Linked DNA regions of Gossypium hirsutum: region 1 is linked to region 2. The links are chromatin contacts, called in public Hi-C maps. All regions are on one chromosome and are shown on one strand. Each heading gives the region's core, a stretch centred on a gene start, on an enhancer-like site or on the middle of the called end of the contact. The rest is flanking DNA. Distances are from core to core; before and after follow the strand shown.

Region 1 (7,078 bases), core at 4,091-6,590, 410 kb before region 2:
TTCTGTCCTGTTCACAACAAGTTGGATGGAAGAACTCTCAAGGTAAATGAGGATGCGACCTCCGATCAAGCATGGAACCACGTAGGATCAATGTCGCGGTGCACGACATGGATGGGCTAGTCCATTGTGGAATTGCGCTATAGTATGTGTCGATCTTTCATAGGCAGAAGCTGAGAATATAATATGCGAGTTGCGGCTTGCACATTCAATGGGTTTTCGACATGTTATGATAGAAAGTGGCTGTGCAATGTGATTATTAAGCTTAAATTAGAGATGACAAAACTTGAATCGTCCGATAAATTTCGAACCAGTCTTTTCCATTTTGAATGGTGCAAATATTTTTGTTTGAAAAGTGGATGTGGCGGGTAAGTTTATTTTTTTTTGAATAGTAGATCCGGAGTGATTATAGTAATTGTTTATCTCGTCTTAACCCGCTTCACTATAAAAAATTATCATTTACAACATACTTGATTATGATGACTTTAATTACTAAGATACACTCATTGGAAAGGAAAAACTCTCAGAATAGCCCTCCTTTTCTCTAAGTTAATAATTTATATAATTAATGTTTCCTAAAATACAAATAACATTACAAATATTGTAATAATTTGAATAATTGTATAAAACATTATGAAAATTGTAATAATTTATATAATTGTATAATATTCTATGTAATCTAGTTATGCTTTGAATAATTGTTTGATTTCACAAAATTACAATTATTGTAATAATTTGCGTAATTAAATAAAATTTTTGATGTTATATAAAATGTTACAAAATTAATAATAATGCGCAACTAAATAATATTTTGTATAATTACTTAAAATATAATTTTTTTAATATTTTGTATAATTAAATAATGCTTTATTTTTTAAAAACAAAACAATTAATATGCAATATTATGATTTTTTTTAATAAGCCAAACCGAATATTATTTTAAAGAAAAACCAAACCAATTAATCAGTTTATATTTTAAAAATTTTAAGAAATAAGATATTTAATAATTCAAAAATAAAATAGTTATTTATATTTAAAAAATAAAAAAATTAGAAATTAAATAAAGAATAAGATTCTATTCAATTCAAATGGTACTGAAAACCAATTCCAAATAGCACATTAAAGTTCGAATTGATTAGTTTTCCCCATTTTTTTCTTAGCCCTAGACGGGGTGGTAGGATTCCGGTATCCTTTATCTCAAAAGAAGGCATTTAAGGTACAAAAGTTTAACAATAACTTATTACGATTGTGAAATATAGATTGAAAAACTTCACAATTGTCTACAGTTTTAAGTCAAACCTGATGAAATATTATCACTTGGATCCTCAGAGTTATCCTCGTGATCCAAGGAGACATCAACTGAAAATATCAAAGGCGAAATATCTTCAGGCTCTTGAGAAACACCATGGCTTTCATCCGCTTGCATACCAGGAGTATGAGAAGCACCATCCATATGTTCCGAAGCATCTAAGCCACCATCATCATCATCATCAGATTGTTCAGAGTTCAGTCTTAGCATAAGGTCCCGTATGCTTAACGGCTGTACAATTTTAAATTGATGATCTGGTTTATGCTGCTGATTAAATCGGCCTGGGATTGTGGCCGGAGATTTGTAGCATGATTCACATAGGTCAAAACCTATTTTCTCCACACAGTCTTTGCATTTGTATCTCTCCCCAATTATTGGTGACATCTGAAACAAAAACGTATGATATAGCATTGATAAAAGGTATTTTATAACCATAGCAAATAAACAACCATAGAGCTTGTAATTGCAAACATGATATACCAAACTATATCTGCTTTAGGGTGGCACCAAAAAGGAATAAATGAGAAAAAAGAAAACCCATTATAATAACAGAGTTGTTCTTTTCACATTACTAATGAAATCAACAAAAAGGAATATTATGTCTTAATTAAGGTTTCTTGTTCTGGAAACCTGTTAAGCTAATTCATTGGAAATCACTGAATTTTAACTCAACTTACCCCACAATAATCACAGCCCACTGCAACATGAACTTTTGGCCCATTGCCGAAAAACCAGGATGAGTATACATCACTAGATATTGATGTCAGCTGGTTTGCATGTCGTGGAGCTTGTGTACCTAAGCTCAAACCGAAAAATCATGATGAGTATACATCACTAGATACTGATGTCAGCTGGTTTGCATTCGTTGAGCTTGTGTTGAACCTAAGCTCAAATAGCAGAAATGAGTTAAACTAAAAACAGAACAGCAAAATAAAGAAGTAAAAAAGTCTATAAAGTTTAACACTTTGTGGCGCATAATTGACAATAAAAAAGTATATACTTACACCTTGTCAGGTTAAGAATGCAAGGAAAAAAGGGACAAACTCTAGATTTCATTTTCCCAAGAAAAATAAACTATTAAAGAACTTTTTGTACGTGTGTGCACATGCATGTGGATTTCAGAAACAGAGACAGTCAAGAACAACACAAGCAGCTACAGTCTGCAGGTGTTAAGAACCATTTTCCCTTCCCTGTAGCCTAGATGCTTTGCATGGCATAATATGCTTAGTTGCAGTTTTGGGGAAATGCACCATGGATTGACCAGAAAGATTGATGATGCTCTCACTAAGACATGCATATGAACGTGGGGAAATGCACCATTCTTTCCTGCCTTACCAAAAGATTTAATTTGAACCATATGTTCTTTTTATGGTTCAAATTAAATCTTTTTGTAAGGCAGGAAAGAATGGTACAATGATCAAAGCACCCTAATGATGAATGACGTTGAACATAAATGATATAAACATCATATATAATTCTGAGAGCAGGATACTAACAATTGGGTTCTTTGAGTCTTTCTGAATATTCCTCAGGAAACTGCTTTGCCAAGAAATCGTGTAGAATCAAACAAACACCCGGAAACCCATTTGGTTGCAAGCTTTCACAAACTTGACACCTGAGCATTTCATCCTTTGGAATAACAAAACAAGTTTCACAATATACTGCACCAAAGAAGAGAGAAAAGCATGTGGTAAACAATAATATCCTCTAATCCTTTTGACACAAATGGAAAGAAATATAAACTACCATGGCCACAATTGAGAACAACTGGTCGAAAGAGCAACCTATTGCATGCAGCACAGAGTAAATCAGCAACAGAAACCACCTTTTCATCTCTACGTTCAGAATCATTGCTTAGCGAAGTCTTTCCTTGGTTCAAAGCAATTGCATCAACTTCAAGACTCTCTGAATTACTCGTTATGCCATTTTCATCCTCCATAGTTGTTTTAGGTGAATCTCTGAATGATGATGATTCCAAAATATTTGAACAACTTTCTGAATGCCCGTCCATTTGGAGATGAGCAGAGGTGTTGTTATTCCTCAGAATATCTGAATTCTCACAAAGATTTGGTTCAACTAAATTTTGATCAAACTGAAGTGAGAAGTGGCCAGCTCTCTTCTCTTCTTCTGAACAAGGAAACAACAAATAAATCATTTTCCAACTCTTGAAGAGGTGGGGACAGGTGGGAAGAGAGTCTATGGAAAAAAAGTTTCTCCACCTGACAAGAAGCAAATTTTAGTCTTTCAAATGACCAAAAAGGACTTTGGTCAAAAGTTTTATCTTCCATGCATCAGTAAGAATTTCCTCACATACTGTTTCATACTAATTTATCATAATAAATCTGATTTTACAGGAGCGAGTTAGTACTATGCAACTAGTTGGTAATTCACATCATCACAGTGTACAAGTATCTGCAGCATTTAGGAGCAATGTTGAACTTCATCATTTCAATATTTGTTTTCTGGCTACTAGGTAGAAGAGATGTCCGTATCACAATAACCACTTCTCTACAAGCAGGAAATATTTAAAAGTTCACTAAAGCTTTAAGATGATTTAGTCAATTCACCAAAAAATGATAAAAGCAATTTTTCCAGCCAAAACATATAATTTATTAACAAATATTTTAGCATTTAAAGAAGAGGAGAAAGAATAAAGATACCTCTCACTTGTCTTTCCCTTCTATTATAAGCTACAGGATACAGCTTCAGGAGCAAAAAATGCAGCATCTGACAGACACTTGGGAAATGATTGTATGGGCACCGACAAATGGGGCAATGGGACTCATGAACATGATTCATTGCATTGTAGACACACCAAAAGCATGACATATGCCCACAGGCTGCGAATATGGAATGTAAAGGCAGCTTACAGGTAAAATCACACATCAAAACTTAGTTAAGCATATTGCTTGCTTACCTAATACAACAGGCTTGTAAAGTAGTTCCCTGAAAAACAGAAGGAAATCACCTTCAAACAAAGAGCTTCGATAAACTAAAAAGTACACCCAAATTGCAAGATGCTGTACACCATATAAGATCGGTGACCAAACACTTCACTTCTGCTCATTGATTGATATATGATTCTTTTTCACTAATAAATTCCCAGAAGAAAAGAATTAAAAGCATAATGAAAAGAATGAATTATATGCTGTTATGACAATAAATGGAAGAACACAGCAACGAAGTAAACAAGTAGGAGTTGCGATAGAAATTAATGATACCCACATATTAATTCAAAATTTGGAAGTTTTGTAACAAGTATGTTTTCTTCTAGCCACTAAAAGAATTCATTACTTAAATGAATAATCTGAGGTAAGGTCAAATTACAGTCATCAAATATCCACTAAGATGCTATGCAAGCTTTACCTAAGCTTGCTTTCTCAAACCTTTATATAAGTCTAACAATATCTTGTTCCTATCTAAAATTATTACGTATAAACAATTCTATAATATCAATCTACCGAATCGCCTCCCAGCTAAATCTTGTATGCCTAACGGAAATTCGAAGTAGCATCTATCTATATCCCTAAAAATTGCATTTAAAATTCCTAAATTTCTAAAAACTACATTTAATAAGATTTTTAAAAAATTAAAAAATAAAATAAAATCCTTGGGATAAGATTATACTCGGATTAATTTACCTTCCCTATCACATCACATATACTTCTGATGACAAACTCGAAACAAATTGCCCAAAAGATCATGTAATAACATATATATAGACAAATAACTAAAACAGGGGTAATTAGGAATAAAAAAAAAAACTGACAGGCAAATGCAACATTGGAACTCGTCGAAGAATTCCTCAGAAGGAAGATCATTGGTTGCTTCCCTTTCCCCTTCCGCTTCACCTTTTCGTTGTTGATGTTGTTCAAGACATTCATCTTTCTTTGTTTCAGTTAGGGTTTCATCGATATTGATATTGGTTTTCTCCTCTTTCTCCATTTTTTTCCCTCTGAAACCCAAAGAAACGGGAGGAAAGTAAATAAATATATAATTAGAAAGTTGGGAGGCGACAACGGGGGAGAGATATGCTGTTTGGTTTTGCCGTTTAGGCCTTTGCTTTATGTTATGAGCTGGCATATTGGGCCTGACCGATAATGGGCTTCAAGTCAAATTTTGACTTTCTTTTTTTTTTAAATAAGAGATAATATGTAATTTAGCCCCTTGTCCATTTGTACTTTGTTGGTCTCTAAATATTTTTTGAACCTAATTGCTTCCAGAATTTGTATTTTGTCAACCAGGTTTGTCCCTCCACCGAAATAGTTAATATTGTTCCAGTACAGCCAGTACACTCCGATCTAGCCAAAAAACGGAACCCTTTTGCATGCTTTTTGTTTCAACTCAAATTCCAGCTTGTTTCACTTGTACAACATTTTTCGCTATGTTTCGCTAATATCATTCAAAATGCTGTGTATCACCAGTATAAAAACTTACACCATGTTTGGTTGGAGAGAATGAGATAAAATTCCCCTTTTATTCATTGAATGGTAAATTATTTTTGTTTGGTTCAATGTAATACTCATTCAATAGAATGACCATTACTTCCCTATTACTTATCTTCCCGTAATAGTTATTCTTTGGTTTCCAAATTAGTCTTTTAAAACTTGGACTTAGAAAATATAAAAATATAAAAATAAAATATTTGAAATATTTTATAAAATTTAATATAGAATATTTAATTTCAAAATATAATTTAAAATAAAATATTTTAAACATTTTAATATAATTTAATATAATAATAATTATATTAAAAATACTATTAAATTATATATTATTTTTATTAAATAATAATTATATTAAAATATGATTAAATTATTTATTATTTTTTTATTAAGTTATTTTTAATAATAATCTTATTAAAATTTAGGGTAAATTACACCAACAGTCACTCAACTTTGGGTTAATTGACAAAACAGTCACCTAAGTTTCATTTCAATCACTCAACTTTCGAAAAGTGACAAAACAGTCACTAACGTTATAAAAAAGTGACAAAATAGTCATTGATTAATAGTTTTAGATAGTGTGCTAACGGGACTGCTCATGTGGCAAGTTAACTTGCCACGTTGGTGAAGCATCTTATAGGTCTTGGTTTGGAGCGGCTTTAGGGAAAAAATTGAAGGGTTATGTTAGTTTAGGGTAAAAAATTAGAAGTTGGTTCTGATTAAGGGGATTTGTGAAAAAAAAAATGAAAGGAAACCAATTTGGGAAAAATTGATTGTGATTTGGGTTGGTTTAAGTTTGAAACTGATTCGGGAATTGATTAAGAAGGTTGGTTTAAGGTTAGAAATCGACTCGATAATCGATTAATAGGGTTTAGGGTTAAAAATGATTAATCTTTTTTGTTTTGGGAGAAAAGAAGACGAAACCAGAAACCTATCAGTGTTTTTTATTCTCAGCTATAATTGTCAATAGAAGAGAAGCTGCCAATGTTGTTACATCTACTCTAACGGGTAAGTTTCTACATTTAGTTTTTTATTTTTTTGGATTTAGGGTTATTTTGATTTCAATTTTGATTTTGATTTTGATTTTGATTTTAATTTTGATTTTGATTTCGATTTCGATTTCGATTTAGGATTATTTCGATTTTGGGTTTTATTTGTTATTAATGTGCATGATAAATGAGGGTTTGGTTATTAAAGCGAATGACATATAATGTGTATGGTATGCCATGCACATGATGTTTATTGTTTGTATCAAACTGATGTTTATTGTTTGTATCTGCCATTGTATGAATGGTATTATCAAATTGATGTTTATTTTTTGTATCTG
Region 2 (7,771 bases), core at 2,331-4,830:
TCATCTAAGAGGGAATAAAGGTAGATTGAGGGCTGCACATCCATGGAACATAAAGAATACTTCTTGACTAAGAATACATGTACGCACCAAGAGGGAGGAATGTGACTATTCGGCTCAAGCATGAATATGCCAATTCATGAACCGAAATTTATTATTAAGTGTGAACATATTAAAGGTTGTGTGAACACATTAGTAGCTGATTTTCAATAGGCATTTTAGGGCTTATAAATAGTTTTTTTTGTAATCATTTGCTGGTTAGACAATTTAGACAAAATACCTCTTATCCTTTTATGGATGTTTATAACATTGTGAGTTTAATTCAACTCTCTTTGTTCTTTTAAGACTCAGCTTGACTTATCTAGCCTAGCTAGTGGCGTCACCCTATTTCTTTGAACTCATTACTTCTAAACCAAGTGTAGCGTTCATCCTTATACCTTTGGTTCCTATCTCCTTATAGATAGTGGATCAAGGTTCTATCATTTGCCATCTCAAGTGTTTTTATAAGTCTCGGGTCAATACTGTATATAGTATTGGTTCATTCTTCAACCTTGAGCCTTTCTATTCCATCCACATTCATCAACTTAAATATAACCTTATTTCTTGTTAATCGAAACCATATACTTATCATTTCTAAAATACTTCAAGTCCTTTTGTTTAAAGCCTAATCTTAACCAATTTCAGCTTACTTCAATTGGAACGGAACTTCTTGACTTTACGATCGGGCAACTAATACGACTCAAATCATCACCTAGGCGAGATCATATTAGTAACTTATCTCCCTAGTTAGACTTATATAGACAACATAATAGTCCTAACATGAGTCATTTTCTCATCATGAACTCATGGACTTTTTAGACTACCTTCTAACATAAGTTGTTTTCTATATTACAAAACAATCTTTATCATGCAAGTCAATGTTAGTTAAACCTCAAATAATCAATGAGTAAATATTTACTTAAACCATTTGTATTTCATGCAAAACCAATAAGAATATCCGTACAAAGTATAATGAATAAACATGTGAAAATTTTAATCAATCATTTCAAAATATTACAGTGATTTATAACAATAAAGTATATGGGTTAACGATAAAGTAATTCAATTGGTAATATTTAGCTACTCCTGTGACTTGTTTTTAGCAAAGAGAAGGAAAAATTTTCGCTTATTTTGAAAATGTCTTATTTTTTATAAGAGTTGTTACTTATCTTTCTGATTTCAAGTTTAAAATTGTACTAACTATTCTTTATTTAATATCTAACTATTACAATACATATATAATAGATAATTTTTTTCTCATATTATTACACTAAAAATCATACAAAGCTTAAGTGGATATAACCCAACACTTGGAACCTTGAGGACAAGTAACGTGATGAATGAAGATAGTACATTGCGAGAGGGCACTGAAGTACACCAAGAATATACTAAAGAGACGACGAAAGAAAACCAAGTCAATGATCCTCAAGGATTATACGATGCAAGGGCAAGGAATATATTCTGATGGGTAGCACTATCAAGTATAAAGAAGTGAAGATGACCTAAAGAATAGGTAGGCAAATATTCTAGAAGCAAAGTCTTCTTCCCTGATTTAGTACATTCTTTCTTAATCCCCCATCCTTTATTTATTACTTCTTTGCGTGGTTTGATTCTGGAGCTAACTCATTGTTCCACATGCTTCATTGCTTTCTCCAATGCATTATAAACTTTTATTCTTGCAACTTAGGCACCCTTGCATTAATTCATGTCTTCATTCTTTCTTATTATTATAATGATAATTTTATCTACCTCACCATATCATCTCCATGCTCCTCACGTTTATGCTGAATTTTCTTTTGGCTTTCAAGATTAGAGAATATAATTTTTGATTTTTTTTTTTTTTGCTTCTTTTGTAGAAGCACTGAGATTATCATTTAGTCTTTTCATGGAAGATGATGACATTAGAAAAGCATATCTTCTCTAATCTTTATGTCCAAATAAACCATAACAAGGTTGAGGCATTGAAAATTTACATTATTTTATATTCAAAGTGATTAATTATAATTTCGTCATATTCGGTATTTTATCTTAAAAGTTAAAATAAGAGTTTCATTTTTCCTTAATTAAAAGAATATATTTCATTTTTATCACCTCTCAAATATCAATAAATTAATATTTAATCCTTTAGCTTATCAGAAAATTTGTATTTTTTACCCTTTTTTATAATTAAGTTTTTAATCTAAAATTTTTTTAAGTAATTTTATAAAAAGAAAAATATTGAGTGCATAGTAAAGTACATTACATTTTCAAGCAAAAAATTTAAATTTGAACTTTAGATATTTAGATATAACATTATTAAGAGAAAGAATCACCAACTTTTAATCTTTATAAACAGTAAAATATACATAAATGATACATTAATTAAACCAAAATTTAATAATTTTATCTTAAGTCCCTTTGCGTAAAGTTACTAGCTTGGTCTCTACTTACCCCAAACTGATGCCCATATAGAAGGGCAAGTAATCATGTTGATGCATCAGTATGACACGTTACATCGATGCTTTTTTTTTTTTTTTTTGCTCTGAATAAATATTATGCTAAAATATGCAGCAAAAGGGCACATTTTTACGATCTCATCAGTCGTAAAACTTTCTAAGAGGAAAAAAAAACAGTTGTAAAACTGCCTTTTTCATTCTAATATTCCAATTAGTGAAGACTTTTATAGAGAGGGTCCAACAGGGTATGTTCAACATACCAAAAAAAAAAATGCTTTGCACAAAGCTTAATCCTCCCTCCCAATGGCAAAATCTCAGCTTCATCTTTGATTAATTATCATTTGGACTCTTAATTTTAAAAGCACTTATTCTTTTTTATATTTTTTCGGATTTACATTCAAATATAAATATATATACAATTAAACTATCATTTATTCATTTTTCATATTTAAAACTCATCATAATCCAATTCTCAGGATGATTCAAATCATAAAAATTGTGAGAAAGTGAGAGCTTTGAGTAGAAAGCAAGCAAGACAAAAGCGCAACCAAAAACCTTCACTTTGATTTTTCCCAATATGAAAGCAAGCATATATGCCAAATTTGCATCAACAACATGAAATTTTTAAGTTAGATCAAAGTGAACAATTTCCTTTAATCTCTTTATATTATTCTTTAATCTCTTTATATTATTCTTCATATTTATATTTCTAAGTAAGTACTCATTTACATAATTAACTCGAGCCGAGCTCGAGTTTAATTCCAAATTCGAGATCTCTCAAGTTAAACTTTAAAAACTTAAACTTGGTTCAAGATAAAAACCAAATTACTCGAACTCACTCGATTAGTAAAAAATAAGATTTAATTCTCATGCTCCGATCTAAAGTCGATTATTTATGCTTCAAGCTTAAATTCAAAATTAAAATTTTTCAATAATGTGTTGGCTTGTCATTGGAGTCAAATTTTAAAATATTAAACAAATTAAATTTAAATGTTAATTTTTTCCTAATCTAAACAAATATGTCATTTACATCCAAGTTACAATAAAGGTAGATACTCACGAATCAAATCTTTAATGGCCAACATACACAGTTGTCTCCTTTGGTTGCCTTCATATATGTCTCAATATCAGTCTTCTGCTCTTTGAATAGTCTTTGAGTGATTTGGCATTGCTGAAATTGAATCATGGAAAACAGGCTTTGCATGTACCTTCTCTTTTCAACAATGGCGGCCACTCTTTTCGTGCATTGCGGTAAGCTGATTTCTGCTACATTATTGTTTTATTTAAGTTCTCATTTTTACCATGTCAGTAGGGCAAATCCAAAGAGGGATCAAAATAAAATTATAATTTTTTTAGAATTAAATGTAATTATATCATTGCATTAACCTACAATGTTATTATTTTTAAAAAGATTTGTAATATTAATATTTTACCCTTATGACAAGGCCATGCCCCTAGTACTAGAGGTGGGTAAAAGTATTCCATTGTTTTAGTTTTTCACAGTCCAAATGTTGCATGGAGTATATTTAGTTTGCTTCGCCTCTAATGAATATACAAACTCGCATCATGTAATTATGTCTTCCTCAGTAAACGAATATTTCTATTTTGTTGTATAAATGTGAGACATTAAGTAGTCATGCCATGTTTATGCTCTAGTATTGGTATTATAAGCTTAGTTGTTTTAAACCCCAACATTTGCAATCTTTTCATTTATTCAGGGTGATATATATTCTTGGGGAAGGGCAAAAATGTTTTGGGATGATTAAATGTAAATCTAACAGTTGTTTATTGGGCAGACGCAAGAAAATCAATGGAACATATCAAAGGTCCAAAACATCAAAGGAATTCAATCATAAAGCACACAAAGAACTTAGAGCTAATGAGTAAACTTATGAGTTTAGTGATTGAACAACCCACTGATACGTTAAATACTCAACCTTATGGAGTAAGCTCAACATTTTCTTTGCCACCATTTGATTCTTTGCCCCCTGAAAATTCACATCCTTACTGTGTTAACCCTCCAAATACCCCTCAACCTCCAATTGGAACCTCACCTTCCCCACCCTCTCCCTTTTACAACTTTCCTCCTCTTGGCCCACCACCAAGCCCACCCGGAATAGTTCCAAACCCGCCGATTATATTTCCAGGCCCACCCGGAATAGTCCCGAACCCACCTAGTATTTTTCCAAGCCCTCCACAAGCAATACCAACACCAGCAGGTTACATACCAAGCCCATCGGGGCCAGTATTGAGCCCGCCCTATTACGAGCTGACCCCACCATATAATGTTCCATCACCGTTTGGGTTTAATCCAAGCCCACCAGAGTTTCTACCGCCAATTGTATACCCACCCCCAACGGTTCTACCACCTCCCAATAGGGCTCCAACCACAGCATTATGGTGTGTGGCTAAGCCATCAGTGCCTGGCCCAATCATGCAAGAGGCAATGAACTATGCGTGTGCATCCGGGGCGGATTGTGATTCAATTCAACCTAGTGGTCCATGTTTTCAGCCTGACACCATCTTTGCACATACTTCCTATGCTTTTAATAGCTATTGGCAGAAAACCAAGATTGCTGGTGGCACGTGTGAGTTTGGTGGCACAGCCATGCTTGTCACAGTTGATCCAAGTGAGTTTCTCCATTAGATCCATCCATGGAAACTGACCGGTTTGGTTTAGGCCGCCTTTAAATACGGTTTATTAAGCTCCGGACTTGGCCTAGTCATAAGATATAATTAGAGTTGATCTAAGTGAAACTTTCAATTAGATTTTCCCATAAAAACTATCTGACTCGATTCAGACTGCCTTTGAGTAAGATTTTCAGGAGAAGGCAGGGCCCTAGCTTACCTTGATTTGGTAAAATTTATTCTTTTGGTCCCCAAAACTGAAAAGTTTTGGCTCCAAAAATTTACAATTCAATCTGACACTACTAAAAACTCAAATCTGATGCTCTGAGAGAGTTTTGTCAAAGCCAAGACCCGGTGAAAAGTTTCTATTGTTATAAAGTGGGTTATTAATTTGTGTTAAAACTTTCGTGTGAAAACAGGTTATGACGGTTGCCATTTCGAGTACCAATATTGATTGGTGAAGATAGAAGAATGATCTCCTTTCTCCAATAAACAATGAAATTTTACCATGAACAAAACTTCCCAACATAAATTTTGTAATTATAAAAGTTACATAGTTAAGATTCTGTGAGGCCGTTGATTTAGGGTTTTTTCTATTTTCCTTTCTTAGGCTTATAACTGAAAATTGTACTGTGTAAATTGGATCCCACTTCTCCCTTCATGAGAACTGTAAATTGTATTGCTAACTCCTGAAATTTGCATGAGAGATCAATAAAATGGGAGAGCATGAAAATGTTTTCATTGACTTCATTAAAACTATGCTGTTAAATGAATCAAACGATGTTATTTCATTACAAATAAAAAATTCAATAAATGGACATTATCTAAATCACAGTATAAAATATGTGTAATCTTCCTTTCTTTTCCGACGCATATTCAGTACAAAACTACAAAAACATATGATCATATTGAACAGACAATGTAACTAAAACCGTAACATAGTCCAATAATAACTCTTCATTACTAAAGAACTCAAATGATGCTAATCCAAATTTTTCAGTGCGCTGATAAGGTACAAAGGTAAAAATACGTTGGTCGCGGCCACTATTTTTAACAAATACAACATAAAATACACAGAAGATAGATGAGCCTTTTATTGTGAATAATGATCAAACCAAATATAACCCTTACCAATTAAATATTACCTGTTCTCTCAAATATCTATGATCATAAGAAATGTTGCTTCTATATCACCAGGGCTGCAAGTTTCCTTGATATGTTGTCTACAGATTTGTCTTCGGTTTCCCCCTACAGGTAATACGCCGTGAAACAGATCGCATGGTCACAAACTCCTCGGCAGCGGAAGGATGTATGCCGACCTGAGGAAAAGAGTTAAAAAACTTGCTCAATAAATGAAAATTCCCATTAATAAACTCACTCAATCTTGACTACGATCAATGCATTAAAATAATTTTATTAGTGCATAATAATTTTTTTTTTAAACATTTCTTTAGAGCCTAACAAATACAAGCAAATTTTCACTCAAACAATTTTTTACCTTTTCGTTGAAACTCTTTCTCAAAATAAGCGCTTTCTTTTTACATAAACAAATTGAACGTCATCTTTAATTTGGCGATGAACACGACACACTTGACACATTAACTTCAAAAATTCTATGTAAATATGAATTGTTGTCTCTGTTTCGTGTTTTCTCATTTATAAGTTATCCACGTATTTTTTATTAAAAGAAAATATTAATATAAAAATATAAGAATTAAGCATAAAATTCTTTATAAAGTAATGAATCATCTAATCATTTTATTGATAATTAAAATTACTTAATATCTTTTTCCCTTAGCCCCAATTCTATTATTTTATATGGGTTTATTGTATAAGAAATTTCACAAACGGGATAAGCTCGGATGGCCAGGGTCAGATAATCCTTAAAGAAATAAAAAAAAAAACGATGTTCCAAAATCTTGTCCTCCATAAATAAGCAAACTAATTATATTGGAAAAACTACAGTGTGCAGCCAAAGATTATAACATCTACCCATGCACTTACAGGCATCCGTTCAGCAAAATAATGATCATAACGAGAAGTACGTCAAATCTTTGCTCATGCAAACACATAATTGACAATCTACGGGTTAACTATTTGCTATTCATTGCCTCTAGCTAAAAAATTACTCTGCCTAAAGAAACAGCTTCACCTAATTGGTTTGAGATAGCAAATGCAGCTTGATGTTAAATCAATCTAAAGTATAGTATTAGAGAGCATAAGTCACACCAGAAAACTAGTTTTGAAGACAAGTTCAACTTACTGTGCTGTCGAATTGCGCTTTAGTCGCTCCACACTGCAGTGCAACAGCGATACCCTAAAATGAAAAACCAAAAAGAAAACATTAGAGCTATGATTATTTGGTCTATAATATGCAATGTGGTTCACCTCATTCTTGAATGCAGCCTATTGCAAGAGAAAACAATGAGTAAGGCCATCAGGCATATAACTTTGCTGTGTAGTTCACCTACCTTATGCAACCTATGCAAGGCAAAACCATACACAACATTGGGCACAACTAATCGTTGCCATTTGCATGATATTTTGAAAAATAATAGCAATTACATTGACTCTTCTTCTTTTTTCTTTTCTTTTCTTTTTTTGTTTTTTGATTATCCACATCCAACACAAATATAGATATACGAGGATATGACCCTCTAAATGGAAGAAAA

Evidence for each region. A called contact is a pair of places that touch in the nucleus more often than the background predicts.
Region 1: a contact with region 2 is called in a Hi-C map of leaf, with 5 times the contacts expected there. The contact joins the promoter of LOC107887198 here to the promoter of LOC107887196 in region 2. A contact is called at or near these places in 7 of 34 Hi-C or Micro-C datasets (callus, hypocotyl and leaf).

Annotation. Positions count from the first base shown.
Region 1 is chrA03:49,500,201-49,507,278 of Gossypium_hirsutum_v2.1, reverse strand. LOC107887198 (E3 ubiquitin-protein ligase PRT1) reads right to left here and starts at 5,340. Exons shown (of 7, transcript XM_016811368.2): 1 at 5,076-5,340; 2 at 4,224-4,252; 3 at 3,967-4,146; 4 at 3,053-3,433; 5 at 2,803-2,967; 6 at 1,984-2,102; 7 at 1,059-1,690. The coding sequence starts at 5,251. The coding sequence ends at 1,286.
Region 2 is chrA03:49,092,275-49,100,045 of Gossypium_hirsutum_v2.1, reverse strand. It overlaps LOC107887196 (leucine-rich repeat extensin-like protein 3), which reads left to right and starts at 3,580. Exons shown (of 3, transcript XM_016811364.2): 1 at 3,580-3,722; 2 at 4,268-5,101; 3 at 5,519-6,169. The coding sequence starts at 3,656. The coding sequence ends at 5,553. It overlaps LOC107887195 (glutathione reductase, chloroplastic), which reads right to left. Exons shown (of 17, transcript XM_016811363.2): 16 at 7,363-7,416; 17 at 6,039-6,418. The coding sequence ends at 6,323.